5 separate regions of the Mus musculus genome follow, and all the other regions are linked to region 1. The links are chromatin contacts, called in public HiChIP or PLAC-seq and promoter capture Hi-C maps. All regions are on one chromosome and are shown on one strand. The core of a region is the stretch at or near the end of the contact, and the rest is flanking DNA. Distances in the headings are between cores, read along the strand shown.

Evidence for each region. Promoter capture Hi-C pulls out the DNA fragments that hold promoters and counts their contacts. HiChIP or PLAC-seq counts read pairs in DNA pulled down with a chosen protein or histone mark. Capture Hi-C pulls out chosen DNA fragments and counts their contacts.
Region 2: a contact with region 1 is called in an H3K4me3 HiChIP or PLAC-seq map of bone marrow-derived macrophages, with 4 times the contacts expected there. The contact joins the promoter of Rag1 here to the promoter of Trim44 in region 1. A contact is called at or near these places in 3 of 39 promoter capture datasets (the C10 cell line, liver and pre-B cells), 1 of 15 datasets of contacts at CTCF or cohesin (embryonic stem cells) and 2 of 115 datasets of contacts at active chromatin or transcription factors (bone marrow-derived macrophages and embryonic stem cells).
Region 3: a contact with region 1 is called in a promoter capture Hi-C map of pre-B cells, with 5 times the contacts expected there. The contact joins the promoter of Pdhx here to the promoter of Trim44 in region 1. A contact is called at or near these places in 2 of 39 promoter capture datasets (hippocampal neurons and pre-B cells), 5 of 484 Hi-C or Micro-C datasets (the G1E-ER4 cell line, embryonic stem cells, natural killer cells and 2 more), 1 of 115 datasets of contacts at active chromatin or transcription factors (astrocytes) and 1 of 9 other capture datasets (adipose tissue).
Region 4: an H3K27ac HiChIP or PLAC-seq map of embryonic stem cells shows a contact between it and region 1, with 10 times the contacts expected there. The contact joins the promoter of Prr5l here to the promoter of Trim44 in region 1. A contact is called at or near these places in 1 of 39 promoter capture datasets (liver), 2 of 484 Hi-C or Micro-C datasets (both in embryonic stem cells) and 4 of 115 datasets of contacts at active chromatin or transcription factors (bone marrow-derived macrophages, embryonic stem cells, forebrain and 1 more).
Region 5: a contact with region 1 is called in a promoter capture Hi-C map of liver, with 4 times the contacts expected there. The contact joins the promoter of Commd9 here to the promoter of Trim44 in region 1. A contact is called at or near these places in 13 of 39 promoter capture datasets (the C10 cell line, the HPC-7 cell line, cranial neural crest and 6 more), 12 of 484 Hi-C or Micro-C datasets (B cells, CD4 T cells, CD8 T cells and 8 more), 11 of 115 datasets of contacts at active chromatin or transcription factors (bone marrow-derived macrophages, cardiomyocytes, embryonic basal ganglia and 8 more) and 4 of 9 other capture datasets (adipose tissue, embryonic stem cells, liver and 1 more).

What each region holds. Positions count from the first base shown.
Region 1 is chr2:102,399,596-102,402,219 of GRCm38.p6, forward strand. Trim44 (tripartite motif-containing 44) reads right to left here and starts at 1,305. Exons shown (of 5, transcript NM_020267.2): 1 at 418-1,305. The coding sequence starts at 1,089.
Region 2 is chr2:101,648,198-101,650,821 of GRCm38.p6, forward strand. Rag1 (recombination activating 1) reads right to left here and starts at 1,335. Exons shown (of 2, transcript NM_009019.2): 1 at 1,225-1,335.
Region 3 is chr2:103,072,228-103,074,851 of GRCm38.p6, forward strand. It overlaps Pdhx (pyruvate dehydrogenase complex, component X), which reads right to left and starts at 1,286. Exons shown (of 11, transcript NM_175094.5): 1 at 1,063-1,286. The coding sequence starts at 1,222. It overlaps Apip (APAF1 interacting protein), which reads left to right and starts at 1,448. Exons shown (of 7, transcript NM_019735.4): 1 at 1,448-1,614. The coding sequence starts at 1,561.
Region 4 is chr2:101,796,396-101,799,019 of GRCm38.p6, forward strand. Prr5l (proline rich 5 like) reads right to left here and starts at 1,312. Exons shown (of 9, transcript NM_175181.5): 1 at 1,077-1,312.
Region 5 is chr2:101,884,970-101,887,593 of GRCm38.p6, forward strand. Commd9 (COMM domain containing 9) reads left to right here and starts at 1,293. Exons shown (of 6, transcript NM_029635.3): 1 at 1,293-1,350. The coding sequence starts at 1,300.

The DNA of each region.
Region 1 (2,624 bases), core at 55-2,554:
CTACTAGAGGAACCAGCTCCTTGGTTTTGTCAAAATCACCGTTTCTTTCTCATGTTTTCCAAGTGGGCTGAGTTACCATAGCAAGAGCCCTAAGTCAAAACACTTATCCTAACAACGGTGATCATGTATAGAAATGGGCCTAAATGGCGTCACAGTTCTCAAGGAATGGCCTATCTGAATTCCAGGGAGAAGTAATTTGCAAACTGTCAGAAACTATACTCAAGATTTTCTGTGTTCTTGTATGTTCACAGATGAGAACTGACAACTTGACAATTTCAACCAAAATGGTAGACTAGGCACGGCTTCCAACATGGCGACTCGTCTTGTTGATACATGAAAATGAATGTGGTCACAGCTAGGCTATCTGAAATCGGGGATCCTGTTCCCCTTAGACATGTCTGAATGCCCGATACTCACTCTCAGTTCTTCGAAGGCTTCGTCCAGCGTGGACAGCTGGTGGCCCCGGTGAGCCCCAATGACTGGACACAGGACACAGATGAGCTGCCTATCTTCCTGACAATAGGTGCTCAAATCCAGCCCATGGTCTGGACACTTCCTCTTGGCCACTCTCTCCGCTTCCATCTCTATTTCGGGGTCAAATTCGCTTTCTGCCTCAGTTTCTCCTTCTGCCTCTGATTCCCCTTCTTGGTTGTCTTCCTCCGCCTCGCTCTCCTGCTCATCCTCCATCTCTTCCTCGCTGTCTTCTTCACTCTCCTCGTCACTCTCATCCTCACTGTCTTCCTCGGTCTCGCTCTCTTCTTCCGACTCACTGTCTACCTCCGTCTCGCTCTCTTCTTCCCCGACCTCGCTCTCTACCTCCCCCTCGGCCTCCCCTTTGGCCTCGCCGTCTTCGGGGAGCGCGTCGTCTCCCCCGCTGGCCGGCGGAGTCCAGGCCTGGGCGCCATGGACGTAGGCAGCCAGGCGGTGGCTGAGGAACTTCTGGCGATGCGCGTCGGCGTGGCGGCGGCAGTAGCAGAAGCCGCAGTCGCGGCACACCTCCTCCGCCCCGGGCGCCTCGTCGGGTTCGCACTCGTCACACGTGCCGTCGGGAGGCAGCTCCTCGCAGGCCGCGCCCACTCCGGAGGCCATGTGGCTGCAGGGACGAGGCCGAGGCCTAGCGGCTGGCGTGCTCTCCGCCTTCAGCGCGGAGCGCCTTCCTCACGCAGGCCCGCTTACCCCCGGGGTCTGGCCGGCCGCCCCGCCTGGGCCGCGCCGCTGCGCTGCGCCGCGCCGCGTCTGCAGCTGCTGAGGCCTGAGGGCCCGGCCAGCCGTCAGCGCTGGGCCTGGCGCCCGCTCGGTCTCTTCGCCGCGCGCCGCGCCCGCGCCCCGTCCCTCGCGCGCCACTTCCGGCGCGGCAGCCTGCGCCCCGTCGGCCCCTGCGCCGCGCAACCCGGCCTCCGTTGCCCGGCAAGATCGCGGCCGCCGCGGGCCCACGCCGCCCCGGTTCCACTTTACCCACGCCGTCAGCGGCCTCCTTTCACTTCCTGAGTCACTTAAAGCGGCAAGGACCCTTTTCTGCGTTTTCCCGCGGGGCTGAGCATCCCCCCCGGAAGGAGAAGCTCGAGCGCAATCTCTCCTCGCAGAGCAGGGCGACGGGCCCCGCCTCTCCCACGCCCTCCCTGGAGGTGTCAACCTGACCGAAAACCACTAGCCTGCGGTCCCTGCGGACTTATGTCACTCTGGAGACACTGTCCCCGCCCCATCACAGCCCCCGGATTTTCAAGGGGCCAAGGCCCCAAGGCTCTTTATCACACCGAACCTGCCCGCCTGGGATTTCCATAAAGCCCCCAAAAGGGCTGTGTGTGTTCTTCTAGGCTACTGAGGTCTCAGTCTGACTGAGCAAACACGCAACATTTTTGATCCAAAGCAATACTGTGCCTTGTGTGTTTGCAAAGTCTATTTGCATCCCGGCCTCCTAGGGGTTCAGAATCTCTGAGTAATAGCTGTGTCAGGTGAAGGGAGGTGAGGGGGATCATAGTTTTGAAGTGAGATGCCAACTCCCAGTCACTAACTGGTCACTCTAGATTCCAAGCCGACACCAAGAGAAAGGAAAGCGGTTGATACACATTAAACAATGTTAAAGTGCCCCAGACCGTGCTAGATCTTCTTGTGGTGTTTTCAAAGCCTGATTTTAGAACTTTATCCACTAGAGTCCCCAAATCCTAAGGCCACCACTTAGGTTTGGTAATCATGGACAAATTACTTCATCTTTCTGTTTTAAAAACCACCCCCCCCCAAAGACAACAACAACAAACAAACAAAAAACACCAAACTCTGTAAAATAGAAATAATAGCAATATCTCCTTCGTGGGGATTTGTGGATTAAATGTAAAGGAGTCTGTACAGAAGTGATCAGTAAGCTTTATTAATTTTAGCATAATTTATAATGCTGACAATGACACTTCAAAGGTCATTTCATACCTTAAACATAAGACATTTTTGGTGGGCTGCTGGTAATGTAGCCATCCCCTTCTCTACCATCTATGGTTGTCTCTCCAGTAACAGAAAAAAAAATGTATTTGAGAGAGAAAGGAGGACATTTTGCTCTAGTGGGGCAGAGGAAAGTGGATTACAGAATGGAAAATAGCTAGGCATGTGATGCACACTCTCAAGCACTTGCGAGG
Region 2 (2,624 bases), core at 85-2,584, 750 kb before region 1:
GGAATTGTTAGCATCTACCACCGTGTCTGTAATGTCGTCCCTCCATAGGCCATGGACTCTGTGGGAAACCAGCCTGGGGTGATATGGACAAGCGAGACAAGACTGTGGCTTAGAGTGAGATACCATCAGTAACCTTGGGTGTCTAGAAAGCACAGCAGCAGCTCATTTCTTGTCAGCTCTAACTGTAACCCATGCACTCCCCTGATTGACTCACCCTCTCCTGCTAACAGTGATATCATCACTGACTGTCCAGTAAGCCCCAAAGACCTCTTTCTCCCTGGTGCTGAGATTACAAGAATGGGATATCACACCCAGCTGGTTTACAAAGGTTTGGGGAATCCCACTTGGATCTTCATGCTGTGAGCACTCTGTTGACTAAGATCTCTCCCCATCCCAATCACACTTCTGTGCACCCAAGTGTGACCCCTCTTTGACACATCTGACCTACCCCTTTGTTCTCTCCCTGGGTACCACTCCTGATTATCTGCCCCACAACATGCACGAAAACATTTCTAGCATCTACAAAATAACCAGAAAATTCTTTCCCTTCTTCCGGGGGACCCATTACTGAACCACTTTAGAAAGAAACGCACAGTTGCAACCCCTTGTTACACATCCCAAGAACATAACCTCCGGGTAGGCTCTCCTCCATGGCAATTCTCAGAATTAATATGAATCAGAATCACTACAGAGATTGTTTTCCAAAACATGCAGATCATTAGCTCCCAGAGAATCTGCCTATTTGCTTAGGATGGAGTCCAGAAATTGCATTTTTAAATATTGCTGTGGTCCTGATGAAGTGGTGTACAGGTCATGTTTTCTGAAACACCGGACTTCTCAGCTCAGCAAATGTCAAAACCTGGAAAACTGTTCCTTTCCTCCCAGCCTGGAATTCTTTGTTCCTGACTATCTTCTCTTGCCTGAGCTAACCGTGTGCTCCTCTGTCTCCCCTTCTGCAGCTCTTCCCAAACCCTCCTCTGCCAATAGCATTCATTTATATCCACCCCGGTGTGTTCCATCTGTTCTAGATGCCTGCCACGTCTCTGAACTTGGCCTTCTATTCCTTTCCTAGTTTTCCTCCATTCCAAACAAAAGCTAAATCAGTTCCAGCTTTTCTCACCCCTCCTTCGGTGCCTGTAAGGAAACCATCTCTCTTAGTTCTGATTAGAAACACAAAAACATAATGAATGTTTTGGCTCAAGGCACGAAAAGCACAAGAGTTACCTTGCTCCACAGGCCTCCCGGCCAGAGTGCTAGAATGTCTGCAGCTTGGTTGTTAACACTCGATGCCACAGAGATAGCAACATATGCTGTCTACTCTCTCCTTGCTCTCTTGTCCCATAGTGCACAATGCTGCATTATGTATCAGCTCTCACTGCCCTTCCCACTCTCCCACACCACAGACGGCTAACCACAGATGATGATAGCCAATCACAGACCAGCAGACCCCCCAGCTCCAGCTGGCACCTGGCTCTTCAGGAAGTTTAGCTGGGGGACCTGAGTGCAGAAACATTCAGGGTGTTTATTCTGAAAAGCTAGCTGTCATTTCATCTCCTGAGAATGCCTACGGTGGAAATGATATCGTCACTCTAATCTCTGGTTTCTCCCTGGACTCTGAGGCTCCGTGCCTCAGTTTCTGCATGAAAGAGCTAGCAATAGGAGCCAGCAATGGGAGCCAACAATGGAAACCAGCAATGGATGCTAACAGCGAGAATGCTTAGAGAAAAAAATTTTGGAATGGTACCTGTTCTTAGTAAATTTTCTTTTAAATATTAATAAAAGCATACATCTTTATTTATTGTATATTATAAACACCCCCAGAACTCCTCCACCTGATCAGATCTCTGTCAGGTGATACATTTTTTAGAAGAAAATCTTTGATACATCTAGAAAGAGAACTAAGTTTAAACATGATTGTATTTCTTAAAATCAAGAGACCTGGATATAAATGACTTAGGTTTTAGATACTTAAACACTGTCAGTTTAAGTCTGATCACCTACAACTTAGTATTGGCCTTATTACAGCAATGGTCTTGTTCTTTGGCTGCTTTCTACATACTTAATTCTTATAAAACTCATATGCAATCGATAGTATTATCTCTAGAGAAAGTTTTCAAGTTATAGAAAAATTAGCCCATGGTTACCTAGCTGATAGATGTTGAAGATCGGTTGGAATTATGAAGTCTTCTCTATGTGTCTCTGTATGTATCTCTCTGACTCTACCTGTCTCTGTCTGTCTGTCTGTCTGTCTGTCTGTCTTTCTGTGTGTCTGTCTGTCTCTTTGTTTCTGTATCTCTGTCTCTCTACTTGTCTGTCTCTTTCTCCCTTTCTCTGTGTGTCTCTGTCTTTCTGTTTCTGTCTGTCTCTCTGTGTCTCTTTCTCTCTGTCTCTGTGTGTGTGTGTGTGTGTGTGTGTGTGTGAGAGAGAGAGAGAGAGAGAGAGAGAGAGAGAGATGTTTGTTTGTGACCACACTTGCAGGTGCAGGTGCATCTGTATGCAGTGTACATATAAAGGCCAGATGTGAAATCACCCATTGGCTGTCTTGCTCCATTGCTCACTGCCCTTTTTTTTTTTGAAACATGGTTTTTTGTTGACCACGAGGCTCAACAATTCCAATAGATGAG
Region 3 (2,624 bases), core at 36-2,535, 670 kb after region 1:
ACTCACAACAGTATAAGGTGCAGATTCCTGAGTCAGAGTTTCTGCTAAGTGTAGGCAAGTTCAGTTTTAACAAATGAGGACCAGGCAGAGAAAATATTATATACTATACAGTTAAAGACAATATCCAGGAAGTATTTATTAAACATTACTCCAAAAATGACTTAGGTAAATTGTCCCTATTAGCCCCTCTTTAGAAATCTCAGCACACGGATTTTATTGTTTTTCTTTTTCTTTTTTTTTGTTTTGTTTTGTGGCCTCAGACAGCTCAGAAAGTGTGGGCTAGGCCTACTGTACCAGGTGGTGGTAAGAATGATTACTTAAATGTCTAATGGTTTCTAAAACTGTTTTCTGTGCCCCCATCCTAACCCCCAGCCCATATTCATACACGTAAGGAAGAATAATGCCAGGTCTGCCATTTTATATGCTGTATGTTAAATAACGGAAGGACAGTGGGTATATCTCCGAGTTCAATATCACTGCTTAAGAACAATTTTATGTAATAGGCTGTATGAATTTCATGCCACATATTTTACTTGAAACATTCTAGCAATGTCTGTGATTCTGTATTTTCTAAGTTAAGTCTTGTATGCTGCATACATTAAGTGCAGTAAGATTTAAAGTTTTCCAATAGGGACAGGTCCTTTGAATGAATCAGTATGGGTAATAGTGGCTTTGAATGTATGGGCAGCTATATTACATTAGAGAGGAATGGTAAAATTAAAGAAATTTGACATGTGATTGATAAGGGTCTAAAATAGAGGGATTTAAAACAGACCCTCCCTAGGTGACATCGAAATTTCTCAAATTCTAAAGCAAGGTCACAGAGAAGCCATGTAGCCCTGAAGGCAGGCCAAGGACGGAACCATGCTCTCCCAAGTCTGAAGACAGTTCTTTTGCCGCATGCCATAGGCTAAGTCAGCAGGCCCGTTTCTGGGGGAGGTTGAAAGGAACAGGAAGAGTCCGCACTTAACCTCACAAACCGTGTCCCCAATCAAGAAAGCCCCTGACCCAGGCCCCATTGCTCAGCTAAAGAGAGAAGTGGAGCGAGCGCAAGCCACTCACCCTGCAGCAGCTGAGTACTGTGAAACCACCTCCAACTTGCTCCACGGTCGACAGGCCAAGCAGCAGCACCCTGAGCCAGTCCCAGGCTTCGACGGCTGCTAAATCCCAGAAGGTACCGAAGCAGCGGCTGGTTACAGTGAAGCCTCCAGGAGGCCGCCATCTTCCCGGCTTTCTCCGGGAAAGCTCGCAAGTCAACTAGATTGGCGGCCTCAAGGCCCGTCCAGGCCCCGCCTTGCATGGGCTGGCCCCGCCCACAGCGCACGCTCCCCGCCTTGGACTGGAGGACTAGTCCTTCTAACACCGCCTCCAACCTTCACGGGCACGCCCACCGGCCGGTTTGCGCCGCCGCAGATTCTCCAAAGGGACGAGGTCCCCCTCAGACTCCGCCTCTCACTCTTGCTCCGCCCCCAGGCTGCCCGCTCTGTCGCCTAATAGCGTTCTGCCGGCCGCTCAGACTTGGAACGAGCGCGGGACAGATAACGGAGCAGAGTCAGAACCATGTCTGGCTGTCAAGCTCAAGGAGACTGTTGCTCGCGGCCGTGTGGCGCGCAGGTAAGGACGGCGGTCTACAGCAGGCGAGGTGGGGTCACGGGCCGCGGGGTGGGGCTTCGGCCAGGAGCTCTAGGCGGCTAATTCCTAACCCAGTCCGCGAAAGTCAGAGGCCCCTCTGTGCTAGTAGGACTGCTCTACCGGAATTGTCAGGCACCCCAAAGGGCACTCTTTTGGGCAGTTGTCCTTGCCTATCTTACTTGACGTTATGAGGTGGGAGCTCTTGGAAATGATTCTTCTTTAAGGAAAATGGGCCCTGGGGCAACATGGGTTTTCTTTCAGTTAAACAGGACGCAGGCTTATGAAATGCCTTCTAGTGCTAAGAAAATGGTGAACTAGCGAACTAGAAGAATAAACAGCTTCGATACTAACTGATAAGCCCTGCAGAAGACTCAGGGGAAGTCCACAAAATTATATCTTTACTAACCTTTCGTCTAGCCAAGGGGTCTCAATTTAAAATAAAACAGGAAATATTTAATGCAGAGCATCTGAACTATTATTGTCTTGGAATAAGTGGCTTTTCACAAATTCTTTATAAACCTTGAAATTAGGCACGACTGAAAGGGAGATTTTGCATATAGGACACAGGTCCCTGGTGGCCATCCCTATATATGGAGAACGAGGAAAGTAGAAGCAATGTATCAGAATCAAGGTGCATTGATAGCAGACATGTTTGTCATCCCTTATTAGTAAATCTTGGTGACGGTCATCATAGAAATACAGATTTTTTTTTCATACTAAGTGTTGTGCCAGATCAGCAAAATAACCTGTGATTCAAGAGCTGTGATTGAATTTATCAAGACAGAAAATAGCCACATACAAAAAAGAAGCTGAAGATGTTTTTCAAGTATAGAAGGAGAAGTGGGTGGTTTCAGATGGTGATTTGTCAAAGACTTTTGAATACCTAGCATTTTAGATTGGCCCATATTTTGAGGAAACCACAAAGAAAACTCTAGGACCACCATATACCTCAACTAGAGATCTCATTACATGTCTCTAGCCTCTTCTTGCTG
Region 4 (2,624 bases), core at 62-2,561, 600 kb before region 1:
TGTAGCTGAGCCGCCGCGCGTAAGCATCTCGTCTTGTGGGGCGCGACGCAGCGCAGTAATTGAAACCTTGCACACCGCAGGATTGCAGTGGCGTCTATAAATACTCTCCACTTTACTGCTGACAAGCAAAACGCGGGCTTCTGGCACCGCGGAGGAAGAGGCGGCGGTGGCATGTGATCCCCGGCAGGGCGCGGGTAGGAATCGGGGAAACCCCTACTGCCAACAAGGGCAGCACCCCAAAATCTATTCCTGAAGGATCCTTTGTAAGCACACCTAGTCCTTGTCGCTGTCCAGGCACGAACTCTGGGAACCGTAGTCTGGTCTAGAGGTGCGGGTCCCACAGCGCCCCCTGTGCGTAAAAACGCGCAGTGCGCACACGAGGCGCGCAGAGGAAATCCCGGCCCAACGCCCGGCGGGCGCGAAAGTCGAAGCGGAAAGGGGACACCGTGGGCGCCTGGCGCAGAGTCGCAGTGAACTGTCCCGAGCTTCTCACCACCACAGGCTAGGTCTCCCTCGGGCTGTCCCCTGGCTACAGTAGCCTGCCCAGCGCTCCGGGCCAACTGGTCTCCATCTACTACCTCGACTCTCACGCCTCCCTTCAAGAAAGAAGGGGACGGCTGAGAGGATGGGTTTTTCAGGCGAGTAGCCTCCTGAGCACTCATGACTGTAGATCTGCCCCTCTGGCCTTGGGAGGATGGTGCAGATACATTCTTTTTCTGCCTTCTAGCTTACTAGGGTCCCACGCTTGGCAGGATTCCCCCAAAAAGGGTTCACAGCGCTTCCTCTCCCACCGTGACCCACTACACTCAGGGCGGCCTGCCCCTTCCCTTACCCACCTCTTGGTAGTCTACCTCCCCGCCTACAGCATCCGATGCGGAGGTTCCTTAACCACGCGGAGTCTCCCCTCAGTCTCGCTGTCCCCGTGCCCCCACTCCCACCCCCAGATCACGCCAGGCGAGTTATTTTCCGAGCCTGCGAAGTTGCAGAATGATGACTTCAGGCCCTCCAGGGACTTCCCCACTCACCCCCTTGGGGTCCCCGGCGTGAGTCACCCGAGCCGAGCCGCGCACACCCACCGCTCGCCTCCGTCTCGGACTCTGAGCGCTCAGGAAAAAGTTTCCGGTGTTCCAGGGAAAGTTTTCTTGCTGGAGAGAAACTAGCGATTCGGCTGGTTCTCGCCTCGCTCGCTCGCTCGCCCTCCCCAGGTCCTCTCCCAGCTCTGCCCTACGCCGGGTCGCGTCCTGCCCAGGTTTCTCTCCGCCGTAGCTCTCAGAGTCAGGCTGGTGACTGTTTCCCTCCTCTCTCAACTTACGGCCGCCTCCTCTCCTCCTCCCTCTCCTCCTCCCACTTTTCCTGTCCGGTGCACATCGCTGTGGTTTCTCTCCAATGCCCCCGCCTCGCTTCACCCCCATCCCACGCCTCCTCTCCAACAACAAGAGTAGGCGGAAGACCCTGCGCTTAAATTCATTTCAACAATTTCAGGAAATCCAAGGTCGTGGTCCTAAAAAGCAGGGGAGGATGCTGCAAATCAGGGGAACTCTGCACTACCTTTCGAAAAGCCAAGAAGAGTTTGGTCTCCCACTGTTAAACCCGGGATGAGAAACGTCTCCAGGAGTCCAGAGGTGTTCGTGCGACCAGATACAAAAGGACTGGAGTTCTGCGGAACATTTCTGAGGCTGAGAGAGGTTTTGTTGCTGCTTTGGAGCGCGCACGCGCGAATGCGTTTTAAGGAAAGATTTTTCAAACCGATTCCACACTTGTTTGCGTCTCTTCCTTAGCGTTGTAAAACGAATTTAAGGATCTGGGGTTCAATTTTTAGGCGAAGGTTTCACGAACACGACATATCAGAATTGAAACCACAGAAAACCAACCAGTTCGAACATTTTAAAAATGTAAAATAACTTTGGAAATTCCTTGTTGTTGCTCGGTAGGTGCTAAGAATTTGAGCTGGTGGTGGAGTAATCAGGATCCTAGCACGATGGTGTTTAACCTGTTGGTCGAGACCCCTTTGTGTGGGGTGTGTGTGTGTATGTGTCACATATTAGATATCTTGTATATCAGATATACACACAATGCATAACAGAATTACAGTTAAGTGGTAGCAACAAAATAATTTTATGGTTGGGGGCAGGGGGGGGTCACCACAACATGAGGATCTGTATTAAAGAGTCACGGCCTTTGGAATGCTTAGAATCCCTGTAGCACTTTGGAGGTAGAGGAAAGAAGACCAAGAGTTTAGGTCATCGTGCTCTACACAATGAGTTCAATTTTTCATCCTAGGTTATATGAACCCATCTCAAAAAACAAACAAAACAAAACAAAACAAAAACCCTTTTCTTTAACATTTCTCTCTCTCTCTCTCTGTCTCTCTCTCTCTCCCTTTCTTTCTTTCTTTCTTTCTTTCTTTCAAGATTTATTTATTTTATATATGTGAATACACTGTAGCTGTCCTCAGACACCAGAAGGCATCAGATCCCATTACAGATGGTTATGAGCCACCATGTGGTTGCTGGGAATTGAACTTAGGGCCTCTGGAGCAGCAGTCAGTGCTCTTAACCGCTGAGCCATCTCCCATCTCTCCAGCCCACTTTTTCTTTTTTTTTTTTTTTTAATGCAACTGTTGT
Region 5 (2,624 bases), core at 43-2,542, 510 kb before region 1:
CTTTGAATCAAGACATGGAAAGGCTACACCTAAAGACTTATACAATATTTCAAAGCCAGAAAGCCTGGGATGGCTCAGTTGAGTTGTTATGCTTTCAATTTCTCAAGTGCATTGGTTACTGGTGTGTCACTGTGACAGGAACTAGATGGAAACAACTTAGAGGAGGAAGATTTATTCTGGTTCATGGTTTCAGAAGTTGTAGTCCAACATGGCAGAGCAGGGTGGCAATAATGTACAGCCAAGACTTCTTACACAGCAGCAGACAAGACACCATGCAATCAGGCCAGAACCAGAAGCAGCATAACCCCCAAAGGCCTGCCACTAGAGACCTTCACTAGCAAGGTCCCAGATCCTAAGGGTTCTAACATTCAGCAGTCCCACAAAGCTAGGGTCCAAGTGACCACAGGATGAACCTGCAAAACAGATTTCAGACTCAACCCATAGCAAGGTTGTAGTTAAGCCTTTGACCCAGCGACTGCCACTTTCAGACTCTCTGAAGACTGGAGGGTCTGCCTCTGAGGAAGGTGTTGGCAGGTCTTGCTGCATGACCCTCAACACTCAGTTTTAAGGGAAAGAATGCAGACAGAAGAGACCGTGCCGGAGGTGCACAGAGCTAAGATAGTCAATATCTTCACACGCCTTCTTCCTTTCTAACCCCTTTCCTAATCAGCTGCCCTTCAAACCAGACCTCTTCTTGGACCACAGGAAAGTTACTAAGAACCCTAAGTGACTTAGCTTGACTGTCTGGATAAGGCTAGTTACAAAGGCTCCTATCTCTCCACAAACAGAGAAGAAACTATATGCCTTGAAGCGTTGTTTTTTGTTTTTTGTTTTTTTTGTTTTGTTTTGTTTTTAGGGAGTACTGCAGGCATGTGAGCGTGTGTGTGTGTGTGTGTGTGTGTGTGTGTGTGAATTCCAAGAATTCAAATAGGCAAAGCTTCATTTAAATCCAGATGGTGAGTAGGCCGATCTCTTCTGGGCATCTAAGTTGCCAAGGTGTCTGCCAAGTCTGCAGGTGCATTCACCAGATCAGCCAGCCTACCCAGAGGGGCAAAGGCAAAACCAGTTTCCCTGACCTAGGATGTCCAGCCAGTTGTTCCCTGGAAATCATTCTATATCCGAGTTCTCTCAGTATCTCAGCCCTCTGGTCTTTGAGCTTAGTCATACAGGAGGAAGACTTCCTGGTTCTTTGCACGCCGTTCCCGCCAGCCACGGTGAAGAACTACAACTCCCAGCATGTCCTGCGAGGGGTCACGAGGCACGCTCCGCTTGCTCCGGCTGTCACGTGACTCCAGAAAGATGGCGGCCTTGACAGCAGAGCATTTCGTGGCGCTCCAGAGCCTACTGAAGGTATCTTGAAGGGGTGGGGACGCGTGCGGCCACCGTCTTAGGGTCTGGGACTTGGTGCAAAGCAAGAATTGGGAATAAACCGGCCCTGACTTGGAGCATTGTCCCACTCCCACCCTACCCGCCGCGCGTCAGTGCTTCTTTGTGTGACCCTGAGAAAATCGTTCAGCCTTTCTGAGCTTTTAAACAGGAGCAACAAAATTAATCACGCCCAGATATTAAGGTGGAAGTAAAAATCAGATAGTCGATGTAAATACACCCAAGAATTAGTGACCACGAGTGGTTTTATAGATTGGAGCACTTGGGTGACAGTCACCAGTTCCCATTTCATCCCAGTCTTTACGCCTCTCTCAGGGAAATTCTCTCCTTCTTGTCACCCTAGTACTTCTAGGGACGTCATAAAGTTTGAGTTACTCCTTAGAAGGGTGGCTTTGCATTCCCTCTTAGGACTTATTACTAGTGTGCACACACCATGGATGTCTTTGTGTTCTCTTCTGAGGAACATGATTTCTGTTTCTTCTTGTTTTCCTTTCTTCTCTCTTATCCAGTTGAAGATCAGAAATGATCCTCGTGACACTGTCATTATAAGTCACACATATAATGCCCTTTCCGTTATCCATCTTCCTAGTGTGCATTTGCTCAGTCCACTCCTGAGCACTTTGACTTCATTGTTCACAAGCCTATGCCAACAAGAACAAGACCTGGCACCCAGTATGTGCCGAAGAAATAGCTATGAAGGGCTTTAGTATAGTGGAGCTGTGACTAGGATCCAAGAGTTCTCCTTAGCAGCTTTTTCTCTTCCTTGTGGTTGATTTAAGCCATTCCTTTTCCATGCTTGCTTGTCTTGGGACATTTTCTTTTCCTTGGTAAGTTTTGGAAAATAACATATAGCATACTGAAATCATTAGTAATTCCCTTAATGACTACACACTCATGTAGCCAACACCAGACCACAGACTGAGACACCAGTACCCCCAGTGCCTCCCTGGTTACTTACTTCACTTGCCTTCCCAACAGTGCATAGCTTCGGACACCATGTACTATTACTCAGTCTCTGAACTCCACAGAAATGGAACACTTCTTCATATCAGTGTTCACATCTGGCTTCCAGTCATGATTGTAGCAATAGCTCATTTTCACTGCTCTATTGTTTAAATACACTTTATTAAAAGCTAACTATAATATCTCCTGTAGTTGTGGGAAATAATGCAGAGAGATTTTTGTCCCATGTTCCTTAATGGTGACTTCCTGGATATCTACAGAACAATATCACAGTT